Regions from separate parts of the Rattus norvegicus genome. Here region 1 is linked to region 2. A link is a contact called in public Hi-C data. All regions are on one chromosome and are shown on one strand. The core of a region is the stretch at or near the end of the contact, and the rest is flanking DNA. Distances in the headings are between cores, read along the strand shown.

What was found. Hi-C and Micro-C count contacts between places; a contact is called where the count stands out from the background.
Region 1: a Hi-C map of the A7r5 cell line shows a contact between it and region 2, with 2.6 times the contacts expected there. The contact joins two enhancer-like sites. A contact is called at or near these places in 1 of 12 Hi-C or Micro-C datasets (the A7r5 cell line) and 1 of 1 datasets of contacts at active chromatin or transcription factors (oligodendrocytes).

The regions. Positions count from the first base shown.
Region 1 is chr18:51,231,714-51,235,156 of GRCr8, reverse strand. No RefSeq gene overlaps it. Among named protein-coding and RNA genes, the nearest start is that of Zfp608, 620 kb to the right of the region's middle. Within about 2 kb of position 1,501, at least 68 of the 93 cell types and tissues checked have an H3K27ac peak or open chromatin away from gene starts, as enhancers often do. A contact at or near this core is called in the A7r5 cell line, where this site is marked.
Region 2 is chr18:50,913,712-50,917,484 of GRCr8, reverse strand. No RefSeq gene overlaps it. Among named protein-coding and RNA genes, the nearest start is that of Zfp608, 310 kb to the right of the region's middle. Within about 2 kb of position 1,349, at least 45 of the 93 cell types and tissues checked have an H3K27ac peak or open chromatin away from gene starts, as enhancers often do. A contact at or near this core is called in the A7r5 cell line, where this site is marked.

The DNA.
Region 1 (3,443 bases), core at 252-2,751, 320 kb before region 2:
AACTCCTCAATCCCTTTTGCCAGTAAGTGGAAGCCATTCCTGCAGCTACAGCAATTGGACAAACAAGATACAGGGAATCCAGGAACAGAGCAATGGAATGTGAATCACACTGCAGAGAGAGTGACCCTGCGGGAGGAGTCGGATAACAGGAACATTTGATGTCCTTAGAAGTTCAGAATCTCATGTATGTCACAAGCATGATGGTCTATACTGTGTCAGCCAGTTAAACTCTGGATGCCATTTTCAAGCATAAAAAAATACAACAGAGGTGGAATTATATGATGTTCTATGTATCTTTTCTTTTGTGTCGGTGCTTTATTTTATATTTCTAAGCCTGAAGAATTAGTTTATTTTTATTAAAAGTAAGAGGGAAAAGAACCCACAAGAAGAGCTTAGCTTTTTGCCACATTCCATAAATGTAGCAAATTTTTAACTTTCTTGGTTTTTCAGAAAGATGTAATTGTATCCTCCAGAGTAATCACTGTAATTCACATGGCATTCAGTTACTCTTGGCCCTTTGCAGCATAAAACACAATGATTCTTTCTATTTCAACAAAAATAGCCTCACCCATCCTGTATCTCCAGGAAGCAAGGGGAGTCTGTTACAAAATGAGACATGCCATTAAATTGATAAGTAAATAAATGGAAAAGACCTGTAATCTTTCATAATCTATATATTACCTAAAGGTTTCATAAAGCAAAACTTGTTTGTAACACTTCCAGGTACCCACTCGCCTAAATTAAATAAAATTCACATATTTGCTAGGTGGTTTATATTATTTACATTTATCCATCAAAGCCTACTTCTCTACATATGGGTAAACCTCTCTCAAATAAAACAAACAAAACCTATGTCCACCCCATCTCTTTTGCAAGCCCACAGATTTGTAGAACATTTGTAGAACCCAGCCCTGGTGTCTTGGCAGAGCCCACTGTGAACTGGGCAAGGAGGAGGAAACAGTACTCTTGATGTTTAAATGTTGCCTGTGTTTCCTTGGTAGGTTTCCAGGGATTGGTTTCTTCTTTGGATCTTGCTTGTTTTCTTCCCTGTGAATTTGATCCTTTGGTTTTGTTCTTAATACTAATGGGATGTCATCAAAAGGCTAGTTTACCAAAGTCGAGTAGGTTGTTCCAGAACCAAGTTTTCCTTCTTCGCTGAGTCCGTGCTGTGTTTGTGGTTTCTCACACATGGTCCTTGAACATGCCCTGAGAACTGCACTCCAGGGTTCATTTTTTCTGATATTACTCACGGAGAAGTTTTCTTTCCCGAGCTCTCCAGACTGAGGTCACCAGCACTCTTCGGCTGAGTGTCAGGAGCCAATTAGAGCATTTGTTCGGCCTGGAATGCCTCTTCTCTCGGAGCCTGCTCTTGCTGAATTCGCTAGGCTTTTAATGCGATGGTGAAATCTGTTCTTGTTTGACTCCTACAGCTGGCTCTGATCAGCCTCCTCTAAAGAGGAAGTTTCAATTAGCACAGTTTCAAATGTGCTCCGGAGGTATATTTTTATGGCTACTCGACTAATAGCACTCTTTGTTCCTAGTGGTGTGTGACTCCTTAGCAAACACAGCCATTCGTGTGAGTCACAGGCTGAGCTTTGCCAAAGCCAAAAGAATGAGACAGCCAAATTGAATTAGTGGCTGAAACACATTAATTTATGCTAGATAAATGTTATTGTGGTCCCGTGGGCAAGTGCTCAGGTCACAGGCTTTATGAACTATTTGCAGCAAGAGGGCTTCCTGGCAGTAAATCAGCCAGAGCAGGACTTTTCGAAGGTCTTACAGCTACTTACTCTCTTGTGTTTCCTGAAATGGCCTCCGCCCCCTCCCCTTCCTTTCCATTAGGACGGCACGTCATTTTGTGCTCATTTTGTGATGTTTAACATAGAACCAGTTAGATGAATGATGTGTGTAGGCTCTGCCTGACTCTGGTGAAGAGATGGCCATTTATTGTGCCTGTGACCCTCGCCACAAACATCTGCCTGTTCATCACTCCAGACTCCAGATCTCCGTGGGTGCAGAGCTCTGGCTGAGCCCCAGCTCATGGAGGAGTTGTTGCAGCTGCGTGCAAACGGGATCCTTGATCCTTCGCGTTTCCGACACAGAATACACAACCAAGTCCTGACAAGGCTGTTTCTCTTCTGGGAAGGAATTAGATCCACTTAAGGCTGGCTTATTTCTCAAGTAAGAAAAGTAGGACTAAGTGTTTTCTGGCTTCAAGTCTGTGTCAAGAATGAAAGGGTGCCAAGAAAGAATTATGCATAAATGATAGTGTTTAAACTCGTTTCCATGTGTTTAGATCTATCTCTGCCAAAAACCTGAGAAGGCCTCTCCTTGGCATCTTTCAGAGGGAGACCACTTGCACACTGAACACTTTCTTAATAAAGAAATAATTGTAAACTGCTGGTGTTTGGGCAGGTGATAACCAGCTTACCTCAAAAAAAGTCTTCTGTAAAACTCAAAGAAAACTGGCGAGGCAAAGGGTGATGAATTAGTCTCCCTGCTCTATAACCACCTCTATTCCCTGCCTGGCAGTCATAGCCCTGGCAAATGGAGAGCTTCGGCCTAGGGCAAAAGCTTCGCAGTTGGTTCTAGGTTTGGGCTCTGACGCTACCCCTGATTGGTTTGGAAATCTTGAGCTGATTAAGACCCTTTCTATCCTCATGTAGATGGCATTGACAAAAAGGTAATGGTTACTTTTGCAGAGGCATTAAGACTGAAGAACAGGCGATGCAAAGCCATCAGCAAAGGGGATTGACCAAAGAGTTCTCACAGGTAATGGCCTCTGTTAATCACCGGTATCGCTGTCTTATTGGCCTGATTCAGGAGACGACCACCTCTGTTTATTTCACAGTTCTCCAGTGGCCAGTAGGAAGAGGTACTGGTGGAGAACAGAGGTAACTTCTTCCTGGCATATTCTATGCTTCCTCACATGGAGAACATCTTGGGCTAGTCAATATACCCTATCTAACTCATCAACCTTGACCTACAAAAGGCTGTGGCTACACTTCAGTTGAACACACGTTTACTCTTTTCGACAACATGGCTCTGACAGTCATTTCTAATGATTAGCAGGCAGCAGGAAGGGTAGCACATGACTGGTGCAAGTCCCATAGCTCACGACGACTTCAGTATCATGTTGGTGAATGCTCAACTATGGACTTGTAGATGGATGTGACATGGGCCCCATATCCACACAGATTCCCAAGACTTTCTAGATACCTTTTTCAGATTTTAAAAATAACACCATTTCCTTTGATTCTGGGAATGTGGGTAAAAGGGGAAAAATACAGTGTGGTTCCAGAGCCTTTAAGGTTTTTATTAATAAGTTCAAATTTATTTATATTTCTATAGCTGAGTTGAGAAATAATCAACCTGTCAGTTGCTATGGAGTAATCACTTGGCGACTAAGATGATTTTTGTGACATTTTCAAAGAAAATTCTAA
Region 2 (3,773 bases), core at 100-2,599:
AGTCGCATTAGTCATTCCATTGACATTTCTGTAACCTAAGTTTACATGTTGAGGCGAATGAGAAGCTCCTCTCTGTTTTCTAAGCTGGAGGGTTTTACAAAGGTGGGGCTCAGAGCAGCTTAGGAAGTCCAACCACCAGGACTAAAAATAGCTGAAGTCGTACCTTCTGGGAGTAAGGATGCCACCTCTCTTCACGGGGCCCATCTTTACAGTGCTGGGAGGTAATGAGCCACAGAGTGATTATTTCAGGGCTCTGTCACAGCAGTTGGCAAAGGAGTTTGGTTGTCACTGGGATGGCGTTCCTTAGAAAATCTTGTCAGTGTGTACTGTCAGGAGGAGACAGGGAATCTTTATTCCACACTCCTACTTTTCCCCTCCACCTGGGATGGAGGTAACGTCTGATTATGCGTATGGCATATAGACTGTTATTTAATTAAATGTGAACGCAGCCTTTTCATGTACCATACCCAAATTTTGAAACGTGGCCCAGTTTTCCTTCTATTTAAAATACATGGAGCAACATGTAAAAAGGATCACATAGTTAATAGCAGATGTGACAGTGACTTCTGTGTTCTCTTCCTGGGTACCAGCACTGACGAAGGAATATTTTGAGGACTCGCTCTCTTGGCGGTCCATAGAATAGAGTAGTTGTGTTCTAACCAACACCATTTTCGTAAAATTGCCAGGGTGGCTTTGTTGCAATGCTAGCATCTGAATTTGTTTGATGTAAATGATTTGAGGGTGTCCAAAAGCCAAACCACGGATTAACCAGGGAGGGTTTATTTAAACTTGTATGCTCTCTTAGAAGCTTCTTGGTAAACTAGGAAATGAATGCAAGTTTGAGTAAAAGATATGTTTGCAGGCACTGCCTAGAGAGAATATCTGAGGCTTATTTAGCTAATTATTAGTATTCCTATAACTAGACAGAAAATTTTAACTAAGATCAGCCCTGTAAAATGCTTCCCCATTGAACTGTCCATTAAGAGTAGATGCCAGGAATCCTAAAAGTTGCTGTACTTTTCTTAGTAGAAATATTCCAAAAATAGTTGTACTCCTGCTCTACAAGTAAATCATTGTAAAATTATAAAACAAGATATTGCAGGGTCACACACAGGGTCATACACAATCAGATAAGCTGTTTTATTTTTATTAAGTCTTTAAATTTTTAATGAAGCTGTTATATATATATACATATATATATATATATATATATATTGGGGGGGGTCCTTTGCCCAGTTGCAGACTTTCCTCAAGTTCATATAGAAAAGGATGTCTTGCAGCCTGGTGCCCAGTTCCTGCACTGTGTATTCAGATCCAAGTCTGCTCCTAAGTTTCTTTCAGTAATATAATTAGGTCAAAGACTAAAAATACTGTCTGGCTTTCGGAAGGGCAGCTCTGTGCCAGCCAATCTAACAGAGCCGCATATGCTACGTAAACATGGAAGACTCATGCTTGCTTTTGATTACATTGTCTTCAACATTCTTCAGCTTCCATCACAAGAGGAAAAGGACATAGAAAATTCAAAACACGTTGTGCTAAGCATTTTTTCCCCATTAGTGTTTAAACTCATGCATGTGGCGAGGGAAATAAAATCCTTGTGTTTCTGATTCATTTACACTTAACTCACCGCAATGTTCTTTTTAAAAAAATAGGGGGAGGGGGGAGAAGAAAAAGAAAAGAAGAGAAGAACCAAGAACCGCCTACGAGCCTTCAGAGCCTGGTTTTTCTTTTATTTGGTTCTATCATGTTGACTCACGGCTCAAGGTTCAAGGTCCGTGCACAGCGCTGAACTCATGTGGTAAGAATAAGCCTGAAACTTCACAAAACAAACGTGCTCCATGACCTTCTCTAAAAATAACTCTGGTTAAGCTTTGGGGGTGACATTGTGTCAGTTTAGTTTCCACCCAGAGTTAGAGTCAGAGTGAATGAAACAAAGGAAAAGCAAACAAGAAAGCACTGGAAGGAGGGGACAAAGAAAGAAAGTGCAGAGAGGGCCTTTCTAGAGCTGTTCCTTGCCCTTCTACTACTAGCTAAGGTATAGCTGAGTGAATGTATGACCCTTCCACTTTGGGCCACAAACTTCACATTTATTAAAAAACCAAAAACCAAAAAACAAAAAAACAAGGTCAGAATTTGGAGTGTTGGCCAAAATGATAACGATGCAAACAATGTACGAGTCTATCTCTTACATCTTATTAAGTGATAGCAGTGATTCACAGCCTTCCTAATGCTGGCCCTCATGTTGTGGTGACCCACCCCCAACCATAAAATTATTTTCATGGTGACTTTATAACTGCAACTTTGATACTGTTATGAATGTACATATCTGATATGCCGGATATCTGATATTCAACCCTCCCCCAAAGTAGTCTCAACCCACATGTTGAGAAAGGGGGCTTTATAGACTGACATCTGAACAGGAAATAAATTGAGCCAGACGACTAAGGGGATCTGTGATCACGTGACTCAGCCTAATGTAAAAGACCTCCAGCTTTGTCTCTACACTTCACTAATATTTTGCAATGACCTAGCTGCCTCAGTTTCCCCAGCTTCACATTCCTATTTATTTACTTGCTTCACATTCCTATTTTCACTCCATTCCAGGGTCCTTCTTGATCTGAGGCTTGGTGTCAGGTGTCTGCTGTCTATAATCGATGCTTGGACATGAAGCATCTCCTTCCTTCTTAACATGAGATTTGGCCCAGAAAAATCATTCATTGTTTTTTGGTTTCTTAAACTCCTTCCTGTTTCCAGGCACAAAAGGCTCCCTGATGAAACAGCTCTTCCAAGTCTGAGGAGGTCCTGGGGATTTATTGCCATGTAGTGTATATACAGACACTAAGCTTGCCTGCTTTCAGCCAGGTATTCTGGTCAAAACTTACATAGCATGACAAAGAATAAAAAATTTCCTTCCAACACAAAGCCACAGGAGAGTTCTTCTAGTATGTGTTAAGTGGGTTTTTTGTTGTTGTTTTGGTTCAAACGAAAGTATCATCAAAACCTCAGAGAATAACATTTGTCCCTTTTCTTTTTTCTCATTTCCTGAGGGAAATTGCCTGGTGGCTACTTTGCAGTGTTTGGTGAAGACAACCAGTGTGGGGGAGGAGACGTTGGGAACTGAGGGGGTAGGATGGGCTTTTGTACAGTCTCAGAAGTTCCTTCATTTAAGAAGCTCTAATTCTCAGTACACCAAATGGTGACGTCATGTTGTCAGTACTCCACTTCTTCTGATTACGATTTTAACATCTTTTGGTTATTCCTCCTTGTGATGGTTTGTATATACTCAGCCTAGGGAGTAGCACTATTAGAGCATGTGGCCCTGTTGGAGTAGGTGTGGCCCTGTTGGAGTAGGTGTTCCACTGTGGGTGTGGCCTTTAAGACCCTCATCCTAGCTGCCTGGAAGCCAGTATTCTACTAGCCAGTATTATCATCAGATGAAGATGTAGAACTCAGCTCTTCCTGCACCACGCCTGCCTGGATGCTTGGATGCTGCCATGCTCCTGCCTTGATGATAATGGACTGAACCTCTGAACCTGTAAGCCAGCCACAATTAAATGTTGTCCTTTGTGAGAGTTGTCTTGGTCATGGTGTCTGTTCACAGCAGTAAAGCCCTCACTAAGACAGAAGTCGGTACCAGGGACTGGGGTATTGCTGTGATAGGCCTGACCATGCTTTTGTTTGGAAGAATGTGGATTTGGGGACTTTGGATTTAGAAAACCATGGAATGTTTTAAGTAGCTCTTAATCAGCTATCCTAGTAGCAATGTGGAAGAC